Linked DNA regions of Mus musculus: regions 1 and 2 are each linked to region 3. Evidence: chromatin contacts called from public Hi-C data. All regions are on one chromosome and are shown on one strand. Each heading gives the region's core, a stretch centred on a gene start, on an enhancer-like site or on the middle of the called end of the contact. The rest is flanking DNA. Distances are from core to core; before and after follow the strand shown. Region 1 overlaps Tcf7l2 (transcription factor 7 like 2, T cell specific, HMG box). Region 2 has its middle 54 kb from the start of Gm52391. Region 3 has its middle 20 kb from the start of Gm31965.

What was found. Hi-C and Micro-C count contacts between places; a contact is called where the count stands out from the background.
Region 1: a contact with region 3 is called in a Hi-C map of the N1E-115 cell line, with 8 times the contacts expected there. The contact joins two enhancer-like sites. A contact is called at or near these places in 1 of 15 datasets of contacts at CTCF or cohesin (the NIH/3T3 cell line), 27 of 484 Hi-C or Micro-C datasets (the C3H10T1/2 cell line, MC3T3-E1-derived osteoblasts, the N1E-115 cell line and 18 more), 4 of 115 datasets of contacts at active chromatin or transcription factors (embryonic basal ganglia, embryonic forebrain, embryonic midbrain and 1 more) and 2 of 9 other capture datasets (embryonic stem cells and embryonic tail).
Region 2: a Hi-C map of the N1E-115 cell line shows a contact between it and region 3, with 2.9 times the contacts expected there. The contact joins two enhancer-like sites. A contact is called at or near these places in 1 of 15 datasets of contacts at CTCF or cohesin (the NIH/3T3 cell line), 2 of 484 Hi-C or Micro-C datasets (the N1E-115 cell line and cerebral cortex), 2 of 115 datasets of contacts at active chromatin or transcription factors (embryonic fibroblasts and embryonic stem cells) and 1 of 9 other capture datasets (embryonic stem cells).

Annotation. Positions count from the first base shown.
Region 1 is chr19:55,912,020-55,916,535 of GRCm38.p6, reverse strand. Tcf7l2 (transcription factor 7 like 2, T cell specific, HMG box) reads right to left here. Exons shown (of 15, transcript NM_001331146.1): 8 at 3,891-3,977. Among named protein-coding and RNA genes, the nearest start is that of Gm52391, 24 kb to the left of the region's middle. Within about 2 kb of position 1,560, at least 43 of the 459 cell types and tissues checked have an H3K27ac peak or open chromatin away from gene starts, as enhancers often do. A contact at or near this core is called in the N1E-115 cell line, where this site is marked.
Region 2 is chr19:55,990,154-55,994,582 of GRCm38.p6, reverse strand. No RefSeq gene overlaps it. Among named protein-coding and RNA genes, the nearest start is that of Gm52391, 54 kb to the right of the region's middle. Within about 2 kb of position 2,247, at least 32 of the 459 cell types and tissues checked have an H3K27ac peak or open chromatin away from gene starts, as enhancers often do. A contact at or near this core is called in the N1E-115 cell line, where this site is marked.
Region 3 is chr19:56,132,917-56,136,880 of GRCm38.p6, reverse strand. No RefSeq gene overlaps it. Among named protein-coding and RNA genes, the nearest start is that of Gm31965, 20 kb to the left of the region's middle. Within about 2 kb of position 2,575, at least 44 of the 459 cell types and tissues checked have an H3K27ac peak or open chromatin away from gene starts, as enhancers often do. A contact at or near this core is called in the N1E-115 cell line, where this site is marked.

The DNA of each region.
Region 1 (4,516 bases), core at 311-2,810, 220 kb after region 3:
TAGGAAAAACAATCAGGAGTTAACAGCGCCTCTAACAGCACGCACTTCTGGGAAAGCTCCCCATTACACACTTCAGTCCTTGAAATGGCATTTCCCAACACACAATTTTGCCAGGACACAAAAGCTGATCTTTAAACCCACTGTTGCAAGAAGAGACTATCAGCTAGCTACACAGGACAAACAGCTGTCACATCTCATGATATGTTTGGTTTGTATGGTAGGAAGAGACCTCCTCAATTGAAGAAGCACACAGTGTGTACAAAAATAGGGCAAAGGAGGAGAAGGACAGATTGCTCAGGTGAGGCAAATCCAGGCTGGATTGAGGCAATGGCTGCCCTTCTAATAAGGCTAAAACCAGAAGAGGACAGCCACCACCCAGGGGCCAGTGCAGACCAGCATCCTGCTCTTGAGAAATGAGTTCTGGGAGTTCTAGGAGAGGGGTTTCAGTGAAATGTCATCACAGTGAGGATTTCAAAGGGTTCTTGTTTTTATTTACAAAGTTCCTCTGTAAGTGGATCAGAGAAACAAATAATATAAAAATGTTCGTTTGAAAAGGTATTTCAAAAAAAAACTTGAAGAATGAATAGGCTCAGTGTATCTTAACAGAGACAAATATATCCACAGAGAACACTCAGAAATCCCACCCTCTGGCCACCTCTGCAGACTTAAGGCAGAACTGGAGTTTGAAAACAATGACATGATTTAATAGGAATCAGAGAGGTTGGGGGTGCGAGGGGGAGGGGGAGAGAAAACCAACATCCTGGCCCCCCAAATACTGAAAAAAGGACGTAAACCCTTAAGCTCTGATGTCACATCCGTTCCTCCCACTGCTCCCAGCCCACAGAGCAAAAGCCACTTAAGAACAGAAGTCACCGGAAGCCCTTGAATGAAGGGCGGGTAGAGAGAAGCTTTTTACGATCAAAGTCTCAAATACATACATTTCCTTTTCCTGCAGTATAAGAATGTGTGTACAAACACATGAAGGAGAGAAAGACAAAAAAAAAAAACCCATGTGGGCACGTATGATCTCTGTATACATACAAACAGGAGGCAGGCAACAAGACTGGAGCTCATTTTGGGGTGGAGGCAGACCTGAGTACCACGGTAAAGAATGCACGCTCTCGAGTCCCTTGACCTCCACACGTTGATGCACGTGGAAAAGGCACAACAGCTGTACATCTTCACACAAGATGCATGCACCTTCACCCACGAACCCCCTTTCTGCAGACAACTGCCTCATAAAACACCCTCAAAAAAATTCTAAGCAGCTCATTATACACCCCTGTCTGCTTTTATGGCTGGAAGCCAGAATATAATGATGAATCTAAACTTGTTAAGGACAACTAATTTTTGTTTCTGGCTGTCTCAGGGGCCTCTCTCATGCTCACTCTCACTTTGCCTCACTGTTGACACGTTTCTGTGAGCGGCACGTCATCTGCCGGCCTTGATTTTATGCACAGGCCGTGGGATGCATTTTCCCCGTGTAGCCGTCCTGCTTTGAGTCGCGTGCGGATCGTCATTATTCTCTCGCCACCACCACCACCGCCCCCCCTCGCACTTGTAACATTTCATCTCTTCCTGCCTTATTTTTTGTGAGCCACGGTGCACCTACATTATGGTTTATACATGATCTCGCTCCCTTTGAAGCCGGCAGATTTCAGGGCCTGCTCTCGTCAGGAGAAGAGCCTTGCCCAATTTAGCAGGCTGAGGGCCCGGAGCTCCAACATCTCAATCTAAAGGGGGTCACAGGGTGGCACAAGTGAGTGTCAGCAAGAGCTGTTTAATTGCCAATCTAGGCTTCTCCATGGTGTTTAAAGTATAATGACCCATCACTTAATTCTGAGAAGTCCTGGCCCTGCTGCTGAATAGAATAAATATCAAAGGGTGTTCTGGAACAGGGCAAGCTGCCTACATTCGCTATAACTGCCATACGTATAATAGACCTATACTTCTGTCACCCCATTACCACAATAATGTATTTAATTTGCTGTATACGCTTTCTAACTAGCTACCTTTCATTTGGCCTACCTGGAGAATCGGCCACCCCCCGCCCCGTACTGCCAGCCCCCAACCTTTCTTCCCACCACCCCCTTCTTTCCCTCCACCCTCTGCGACCTATAAATCATCAGCTAGCCTCCTAATGATAATTCAATCAATAAGCTTAACCCCCAATCCCCATCCTACGATTACTTCATCGCTTTCAACCTCTGGATACGCAGAACAAACAAGCAGGAAAAGAATCAGAAGCGGCCTGTGAACGCCGGGATGGAGCTGGGATCATACGCAGGCCCCTCTCCTCTCCTCCCAGGAGGTTCCCCGTTTGCTCTCACGCTTTCCACGGACTGTGACGACATTATCTAATGAGTGTAACCTTTCTGCTTTCTCCAGCGGAGAGACTGCAGAAAATCATTTTCCTACCTAACTCATACAGGCGCGGATTCCGAGATCCAGATGATCTATCACACGTGGGGAATGGGTCTTTCAAGCCCCACGATATTCATGCGTTCACTAGAAACTCTAGCCACACTGTGGCATGCTTCTGTCAGTGGGTGCAAGTCCCACGACAAAAGTTGTTTTCCTGCAAGCAGGGAAGGAAGCATGCCAGGCGCCCTTTGCAGCCCCTTCTCTCATTTTGGCTCCCTGTATTGGCCACAGAGGCCAGCTGGGGGACAGCATCCGTGCCGTGCAGTGCGTGCTAATTGAATCAGGGGGCATCATCCAAATGGATCGGTTGCTTCAGCCCATCAGGAAAGTCTAAACCTCCACCGATTTAATTAACTCAACGGAAAATCGGATGAACAGAAACTAAAACTATCATTAGGGGCAATTAGTGACTACTTAAACATATCGCTGCCAACCAGTTTGTAAATAAACTGGCAGTCACTGAAAAAATTAGCCAGAATTAATTAGAGAGAGGAAAATGAGTCCTGGGATACATATATACACTGTATATACGCTTATGTATGAGTCTGTAGGTATGGATGCAGACATAGTTTCTTTACAACTCTCAAAGATTTAGCAGCATGTGAAGGTCAGTAATGGATACAATGTGTCACGGAAACGGATACAATGTGTCACAGAAAACATTTTACCATGGGTGACCTTCTTAAAGTGATTTGACATGTAAGTGGGGGGAGGGGGAGGGGAAAAAAGGTAAAAATAATGTAAAATGTAAAATGCAGAGTAGCTCCCATCAGGTTTCTACTGGACATGGCCGCTCTGAGGGGCTAGACTATAGCTGATTATACCAAACTCTGAACCAGCGTCTGAAATGGTCAGAGAACACCCACCAGTGTTTCCACAAATTCTCTGAATAATAATCATAAGTTATCTTCATTTCCTCCCTCCTTACAGAGGACAACAGAGGAACGATGATTTCAAAAATGACGCCATTCCAGCTGCTTTTCCCTGACTTGGCTGCTGTCATCTTCAGAGAGTTATTTATTTTTATGCGTGTGAGTATCTCTGCTTGCAGGTAGGTGCGCCACATGCTAGGAGAGGCCAGAAGAGGGCGCTGGATACCCCGGAGCCAGAGTTACAAATGGTTGTGAGTGGCCATGTGCATGCTGGGAACCGAACCCAACTTTTCTTCATGAGCATCAAGTGTACTTAGCTGCTGAACCTTTCTCAGCCCCGCCCTGCCTTCTTAACTTGTGACTCTATGATGCTCCATGGACAGACTCCCCAAATTTTAGTTCAGCAAAATTTTAGTTTAGTTTAGTTTAGTTTCAACTTACGTTGAAAGGTCAAGGTAACTTTTTGTGTTTTTTTTTTTTTCAGGAGTAAAGACTAATGAACAGTGGTTTATATTATTATACCCGCACATGTCCACAGGCCCTGGGTGGCCTGACGCTGTCTAGAGGGCCTCACAAGAAGTCACAGCGACTCACCTAGACATAGATGCGTTGACTGTCAGCGCTGTGGGGTAGGGGTGTCTGAATCCTCCTGTCGTGATTGGGTACACAGGCTGACCTTGCCTACAAAAAAGGGGTGTTAAAGAAGTGAGAGACTAGAAATGAGGGCTGGGGGTGGGCACAAGAAAGGGAAGAAGAAGGGGGACGTTCTCGCCGTACAGTAAGCTTTATTCTCATTTGATCAGAACAAAAATCTTGGGGATTGTACAGGCAGGATCAAAGGGAAGAAACACAGAACAATTTGAATGCCATAAATCTGATAGGAATGGCTAATTAAATTTTATAACCTCTGCTTATGTCAATAGAGACCCTCTCCCCAAGCTGAGACTAGGTGTTTTGTTGTAATAATTAAAGGCGACGTCTCGCTTGCTTTAATGGAGCCATCACACTAATTGAGGGCTCCACATCCAAAGGAAAACAATAATGAATGTAAATTTATACCAAAATAAAGGACAGCGAATCAAAGGACTTCACTTGCGCTTTGGGCCTCTTTCGGTATTTAGATCTCGGTGAGAAAACATTAAATTAACAGAGCTTAATTTGTAGCCTTTTGTCAAATTAACAAGTGTTGACAAGAGTTTCTGGGGGGGAGAGTCCCTAAG
Region 2 (4,429 bases), core at 998-3,497, 140 kb after region 3:
CAGTAAATATTTGGTGAATAAATGAGCAAGTCAAGCCGAGAGCAGCGCAGGTAAGCATACAGAGACCTATGGGCTTGCTGAGCGCTGGAGGAAGGGCAGATAGACATGGGGTGAAAGGGGACGGTGGGCAGACAGGTCTCTTCCATTTTGCTCCCTGCACGGAGCCGTTGCATCAGCCCCTACTGTGCTCCGAGGTAAGGTGTAGGGTTTTAGAAGCTACAGGGCAGGGTCTCCAAGACCTGTGCTCATCTGTCAAACTCAAGACTCTTTCAAGATAGGACAAGTTTCTAATGGGGTCAGAAAAGTGAGATGAAGTAACTTAGCTCTGGTTCGTATGTGAAGAAGGAACGTTGGGAATTCTTTTTACTTTTTAAATACTGCACTGTCCTAATGTGTGGAAGGATTCAAGCCCTGAAAGCTACCAGTAGCCACCACAGAGAGAAAGCTGGGGAGCTTTTTGTCTCCTGACAGAAGGATGAATTAGGTGCAGACTCTAGAAGGAGCTACCAATCGATGACAGTAGACTCCGGGGACAGAGCAACACATTAAACTACACAATTGGCATGTTATCAGTAAAAATCCTGACTATGGGACAGTCTGAGACAAAGGTCTCAAACACTTTAGATGGCTTTCAAAGGAGAGCGGGTAGGATATCTCAAGGTGAAAAGACTCGGAGGAACAGTTCAACCTTTGCCATGTTTCCTGGGGTGGTTAGCCTGGCATGCAGAACCTCGGGGAGATGGGCCTCTGGGCCATGCCTGGAGGGCATTGTCTTGAGTACATTGACTGATGTGGGAAGATCCACTGTAACTGTGGACAGGATCACTCCCTGGGCAAGAGATGCTGGTCTGTGAAATGGAGAGTACAGGTAAGCATGGCTCTCCTCTGACCACAGACACAGTGACAGGCTGCTTCGAGCTCCAGCTTCTATGACTTCCCCACCATGTACCTTGAACTGTAAGCTGAGAAACACTTCTTCCTTAACATGTTTCTGTCAGAGTATTTACCATAGCAACGGGAAAAGAAGTTAAGACATCTACCTCATTGGAATCCTGACTCAAACAACTCTGTGTGTGTGTGTGTGTGTGTGTGTGTGTGTGTGTGTGTGTGTGTGTGTAAAAGACAGGTGGCAATGTGAACAACGTATATTGAATGCCATTGATAAATTATTGTTAAGTGTTTATGGTGTGAATAATCTTTTCTTAGGAGAGCCCTTGTTCTTTTTGGGAGTTCACACTGCAATTCAAACGAGATGGTGCTGACTCAAGGGAAGAGTGAAGCTACGGCTCGGTGTAAGACTGGCTCAAGGCCACGAGCTTGAAACCCTGACTATTCTCCATCTTATTCGTCACGGACAGTCAGTCGTATTGGGGTGTGACTTGGGAACCATGCAGCCTGCCTGAAGCATGTCTGCCATCAGCACGGCCTCGTTTTAATTACCCCTTCCTTAGACCCCATGTCCCTTAGTCATAATGCCCCATTGTACTCTGCTCTCTTCTGCAGCCCTAAAACTACTAGTGCATATTCTACCTCTGTGGATCTGTTTATTCTGGGCATTTCACCTCAATGAAATTACATAATGTGACTGGCGCCTTTTACTTAGCAGCCACGTTGCTGCCTACGCCAACACGTGGGTACTTTTTATGGCTTAATATTCTCTTTTATGACAGTTTTATTCATTGGCTGTGGGTTGTTTCTACTTTGGGGCATTTTAAGTGGAACTGTAATGAACAATAGTGTAAGCTTTTGTGTGCAAATGTCGTCATTTCTCTTGCCTGTATGCCTAGGAGTGCAGTTGTTAAATCATATGGTGACTCTATGTTTACCCATTTAAGAAACCAACAGTCTGTCTTTCTGAAAGAGGTATACCATTTCACATCCCACCAGCAACATCCTGTCTATTTTCAGACGTTCGAACTGTTCCACAATAAATTTTTTAAAAAATGCAAAAACCTGTCTGCATAGGCTAAAAGCCACCCACGCACAATCACGAAGTTGGCAACCGCGATTTGTTTTCTGTGTCACGTCTGCTGACATGGCCACCATGAGATAAGATCACAGCACCTTGCCATTTGCTGTCCCTTCCTGTGTTTTTAGATTTTTAGGTACATATCTTCTCCATTTCTTTTGGGAGGGTGAAAATCCTTGAGGAAAAAAACCCAAATGAGTCAGGTTACATGGTTCCCAGGCCAGAAGGAATGGGAGCCCCATTCTGCCCTGCCGCCCGCTCAGTAAAATGCCTGCGTGATGACTGTCCACCGTAATTACATAAAATGAAAGCCACAAAGGAAATAATTGCCGTAGGAAGGAGGAGAAAGGAGAGAGTCTTCAGAACCCAAGGTTAAATGCCGGGGCGTAAAGAGATGTAAACAAGCGAATTCTTTCAGCAGGACAATTTGGGAAGTAATGGCGCACAGAGCCACGATCTGCAGGGGACAGCGGGCACTTGGCTGCATTATTCTGTCCTAGGGTTCCATTTTCTCCTGTCAAGAGGCTTTGACTGAAGTCACAATTGTCTTCCAGTGAAAGGCTGAAATGCCACGTGGATGACTTGAGTGATGGGTCCTAACATCTTGGCTGCTCAAGAAAAAAACATGCTAATGGATTTATGCACTGAGTAAGATAAAAGGGAGGAGGAGGAGGCCCCACCCAGCCGCTGCAGCCGCATGGCACTGATGCCTTTTGGGATATTGCTAGAGAACTGAGCCTCTGTCAGAAATAAATTAATAAATACCCACCCTGCTCCCCTGTGTACCTGGTAAGAGAAACCTGGGCTCCTGGCCTTCACAAATAGCCTAGGCTGAGCTCTGGATCTCAGTTCCTCTCATTTCCTACCCAACTACATCTCTCACCTGACTTCCCCAGCAGCCCCCACTCTCAGACAGGCTAAGCATCTGGGGAGATCTCTAGGCCTACCAGATAAAACGGTCTGTTGTCATAGGAATTTACTAGCTTGATAGGATGCTCACATGGGCCCTGTCATGGGATAGCCAGGCAGGAGAAACTTCACGGGGTGTGTGTGGGGATAGCCCCAGAATATTCCTGATCTATGATGTGCCTGATTCAGTGAAGACCCTGAAGACTGAAGGTAGTAAGCTCTAACCACAGCTCGTGTGCTCAGCTGCGAAGACGGAAAGACCTGAGATTTTTATATCTTAGTGTTTTAGGAGATTGTGACAAAGAAACTCTTAGGAGTTTCTTTGGAAGGTAATGAGAGTGTACACTATGGGTTAAATTTTTATTGTCTGTGGCTATCACCAATGGGGAATAGGATCATGGTCCCTGGGGATAATATAACCCATCCCCTTTATACAGTTGAGGAAGGTAAAGGCCAGAAAGTGGATGAGACCTCTTACAGTTAGGAGAGCTAATCTCACTTCCATGCCACAGCCTAGGAAAAAGCCCCACTCAGAACAGCGAAAGGACCTGGAACTGGAAGCCCTCTCTTGACTGATGAATCACCACCTCCACTGGTCCACGCCCAGCTTCTCTCTGGCCCATCCTTTCCCATGCCCCCTCCCAACCTTGGCCACCACCTAGAGCAGGCTGCCACCCTCAGCTCAAACTCTGAGCTGTATTGCAATATCTCCCATTGCCCCTGCCTTTATCATTCCAAAACTGCAGCTACATGATGGTCAGCTACCTGTTTAGAACCCACCAGTGACCCTGGACCCCCTAAATCTCGACATTTACCCATCCCTGCCTAGCCCCTTTGTGAATCTACTGTGCCATCTTGGACCAGCCCATATCCTCACTCTACTGGTTCTGGGCACACTGACTTTTCTCTTTTCTATCACTCCAGGGACTCCCCCTTTGGAACAGGTATAGTCATCTCCTCACTTACTTTACTTGCCAGCACTGGATGCTACGCTTCCTCGGGGAAGTCGGCTGTGACCTGGCACTGAGCGGAGCCCCTATATTTTATGCTTTCACAACCAAGTTTCTTTCCTTGTGAACATCCATCTTGGTTTATAATCATATGCTCATTAGTGGGATGAAGCGAAGGCAGCCTGCGTCCCTAGACAATAAAACAAGTCTGTTCCGCCTCACTGTTAGTTCTCAGCACCTAGCAAGGTGCCAGATACCAGCCAGCTTATGAGCAGTCATTATGCACCTGTGTGACGGGACAGTTGTTACAATATTGAAATGATTCTGCATCCCTGACGGTTAACTCCTGCTGCAAACCTTCTCAGAATCCCAGGCCGCCCCAGCCAACATGTCCTCCCCTACCTTTCAGACCACCTTTAACCCACTAATTTCAGCAGTGTTTCTGCACCATGGGGTAACAATAGGCACTTAGTAATCATAAGAAATGATTGTAGTGCTATGAATTCAAACTAGGTCTTGTAACTTCCTTTTGGCTTTGTGCTTCCATCCCCTACTCGTGACTCTCAGCAAGTTCCAGAAGATGACATGGTCCGGTTCATTC
Region 3 (3,964 bases), core at 1,326-3,825:
ATGAACTCTTTTCTCTCCACGTTACTTTTGGCCACAATGGGGTGTTTTGTTGTTGTTTGTTTTGTTTTGTTTTTGTTTTTGTTTTTTTACCACAGCAATAGAACCCCTAACGAAGCCATATGGCTTAGGAATGATTGGGCATAAATGCATCTTAATCACTTAGACTTTCCACTCGACTAGGCTCTCCTGGTATGTCTTAAGTGACAGACCCAGTAATCTCGGTTCCTGTAACATGGGTGTCATGGGATGGAGACCTCTACTGCCTAGAGCGGGGAGATGTGCTAGATAGATCACAGCAGCCTTACTGAATCACCCATGGTTCATAGGACACAAACACTGACTACAAACACCACCATACTTGCCCAAGAGCCCCAGCTAAGTAAAAGGACTTCAGCCCCTTCCAGGGACTTTATCAATACACCCTTTTTGTGTGGAATAAAACACCTCTTGCCCACGACTTGGGGCAAAGATTGTAAAAAAGTACTACTACTAATAATAATGATCTTGAGGGGGAAGAAAACACAACAGGGCTCCTAACGGCTCCCCACACAGCGCAGACTGTGTGGAAGCTAAGAGAGGCACTGATATCTTAGTCTTTTACAGCTCCATACAGCTTAGATTTCTTACCACAGCTATGCATTGTTTCATCCTAAGACATGGAAACAACGGTCCGGTGCTCAGGGGCATGCTCTGTGGAAACTGCCCAGAGAACCTTCTCCACAAAATAAAATAATTTAAAAAATCTTTCTTTTTGGGAAATTACTTCCTGTAGGAAGCCCTTCCAGGTGGAGCCTGCCACTGCTATTTCTGCAAGAGCTGCCCTTTGCCTTACCTGAGTGATGAACTTTGCTAATCCAGCCTACTACTAACCAACCCACCCTAGAGCTACAGCATCAGTAACAACTCAGTAAAAGGCCTGGGGAGCAAGGCCTACAAACAGTGCGAGCGAGGTGCCTGCTTGGTCTGAGCATTTCTCTCGAGGAGGCCAACAGTGTGTTACCAGTTTTGGCCTCCTGTCTTGTCTTTATGACATGTGTTCTGGTGGGACCAGAGCCAAGGGAGCCAAGAAACGCTCCAGAGGCCTGACCCAGGCTCAAAGTTCTGGGAAGCCTTCCCTCTACATGTGACTTCTTAGCTGGGAACTGGAAGATGAGGAGACAGGCTGATGAGGTGAGAGGGCTGGGGAGGAGGCTCCGTGGATTTGGGCTGAGCACACAGGCAGGCTCTGAAGAATACAATACTTAGTTCCCAAGGATAGGAGAGGAGGCCCAGCCTTCAGGAGCCTCAGAGCCTCGAGGGCAGGCATAGGATGGGGCCAAGTCACGTGATGTCTTAAAGAGTGTGGGATTTTAAACTTTTCCCTGAGAACAGTTCAAAGTTCTGGAGAGATTTCTCCTAATGGGCTTATTCCACTTTGCCCCACTGGGTCCAAACTCAATTCCTGGCAATTAATGGGCACCTTGTGATCAGCTTCATAGCAGAACCAAGCCACCCCAGAGAAGATCCTCTAAGCAAGGTGACATATGTCGCCTCTTCCCCGCTCTCTTTGTCTTTTGCTATCTAGTATAGAACATAAAATCTACCCAGGGAACTGTGGCAAGGAAGGCAAACTAAGTTAACTCTTCCGGCCTCACAGTCTTGCCCTGAGCTTCAAAATGGACATTGGATACCGCCACCCTGACCAGTGAGACAAGCAAATTAAAACTGGTGGGTCAGGAGTGGCTGGGGGTTTGCCAAGGACCCCCTGGCAGGTCCCAGGTACTCTGAGCATCATGCTTTGGCCGGTAGTCAAGGAAGGATCCCCCCAATCTCCTGTCTAAAATATGTATTTATAGGTTTAATTATGTGAATTCACTTGCCCTTTGCTCAAAGAAAGTAGATACAGGGGCATTTTAATGCTCCACAGAAATGAAACTGTGTTGAAGCCAGCCTGACCTCAGACCGAATGTCAGAGCCGTTGGATTTTTTCAGCAGAAACATAATACTTTTTATAGAATGGGAAGTCAATTGAGAAATCATAAAAAAAAAAAAAAAAAAAAGTAGAGTTGGGAAGGGCTTTGTGCTCACCAGGGTTAGGTCCCTAGAGCCACTGTAGCCTTGTTCCCTGTGGGGAAGGGTCTAATGTTTTGTCCACTTAAGTTTTAAATATCTCAACCAATGGCTCATTCCTGGGAATACCTCTCCCGGGGCGCTAGATCTGGCCCTGCCTGTCAAGGCCCCTTCCTTGCTCCTCCATCTCACTCAGCTCAATGATATAGACAGGCATCTGCAGCGTTTGAAGCAAAAAAAGCCTTGCCTTTCTTTCCCTTTCATCTCCATTTCTCCTACCTGTGGAAACTTCCAGATCTGGAACGGGGCGGGAAGGAAGAGGCAGAGAAAGGAGGCAAGCTGAATATTTGTTCTGAAAGCGGCCATTACAAGAAGCCAAACCCCAGGCCTGGAGCCGACATTTCAGCTTTGGGAACAGGCAGGATCCATGGAACCTGCCTCACTGAAAGCTCAAGGAACCAGCTCAGAGCGGAGCTGCCTCTCGCCGCAGTAGCTGGGACAGAAGGTGGCAGCACAGCACCAGGCTGTAAGGTCTGCAGTCGTTGGAAGCTGGGGACCATCCTAACCCTTCCGGGCGTCCAGATCCCTCCTCTAGCGTCAAGAGTGTCCTGCTTAGGCTAGGAGTGACCCAAAAATCAGCTTTTAAAAGGCAAACCTCAAACATCCAGAAGTGTTCGAACGTGGTCGATTTTCTATGTAAAAACATCATGTTGCTAGAGTTTAAAAGATTCCAAATGGGGTCATAGGGAGGATCCCAAAGGACTTAAACATATAAAGTTACCCTCTTATCCCATGTAGGTAATTTTTAAATAAATTCAGAATACGTGCATCTTTCTTCCTTTGCGCTCTACAGCACTTCTCCAGCCATCTCTGAATTTCCCTTTGGTGTTCCTGTTTTCATTTGCTGATTTAAAAAAAAAAAAAAAAAAAAAAAAAACTTGTTTGGTAGTGTTTGCATGTAGTCCTTCCAAAGCAGGGATCCACACAGTAAGCACTTCTGACTCAAGAGCTGGACCCCTGCTGGGGAGCCAATTAAATGCACTGCCCACCAGGGAGAGTGTGATATTTTTTATTACTTTCTAATTTCGGGCCCTGAAATGGCTTCAGTGATCAGAACGTTTTTTTCTGCCTTAGAAACCTAAAGGAGCCAGCGAAACGATGCCTTTGATTTGTATTTTATTTATATCGGTCCATACTGGCCAAGTGCACACTAAGGATTTCCCTGGGGCCTCAGAGGGTTGCAGGAGTGGAAAAGCAAGACAAAGAAAAAAAAAAAAAAAAAAAAAAAAAAGCACAAAACTTTCTCACCCAGTCGCCTCTGCAGAGCAGGGAACTGTCAGGAACACTGGGAAAGGCTTTTTTGAGAAGTCGGTGAACTGAGAAAAAATGGATAGAAGAATTGGAACAAAACCATTTCAGTGGATTTAAATCTATTTAAACGACAATAGTAAATCAAAGCCATGCCTCTTTCTCATTACCAGTGGCCCCAGTGGTAGGGCCTCATAAATGCTGGCTAAGAAAGACTTGTGTTCCTTTCTAAATACATTCACAGGAAGCCCCACCCAACCCAAGGTGCAAGGATGCTTGCTTCTAAACTCCTGTTTGTTTTGCGTTTCCTTCTCTTCTAAAAAGCATCAGCTTCCAGCAGAAAAGCTTCGAAGGGGCAAGGAGGAGATCCAAACAGACGCTAATGAGGAAAAGAGAAAGTGAAGTCAAACTCTCCCTGAATGCCTGGATGTTTATTTATTTATCTTTGCAACAAGCAAGGATGCTTTAAAATCTAGAAGCACTCCTGGATAAAGCAAACCAGACCAAGTAGCTCACAAAACACCAGAAGCTCAAATTCTGAGCTGTTCCAAATCCTATTCACCTGCCAATGGGGTCTTGGCTGAAAGTCCTCGTCTTTTGTTTTTTC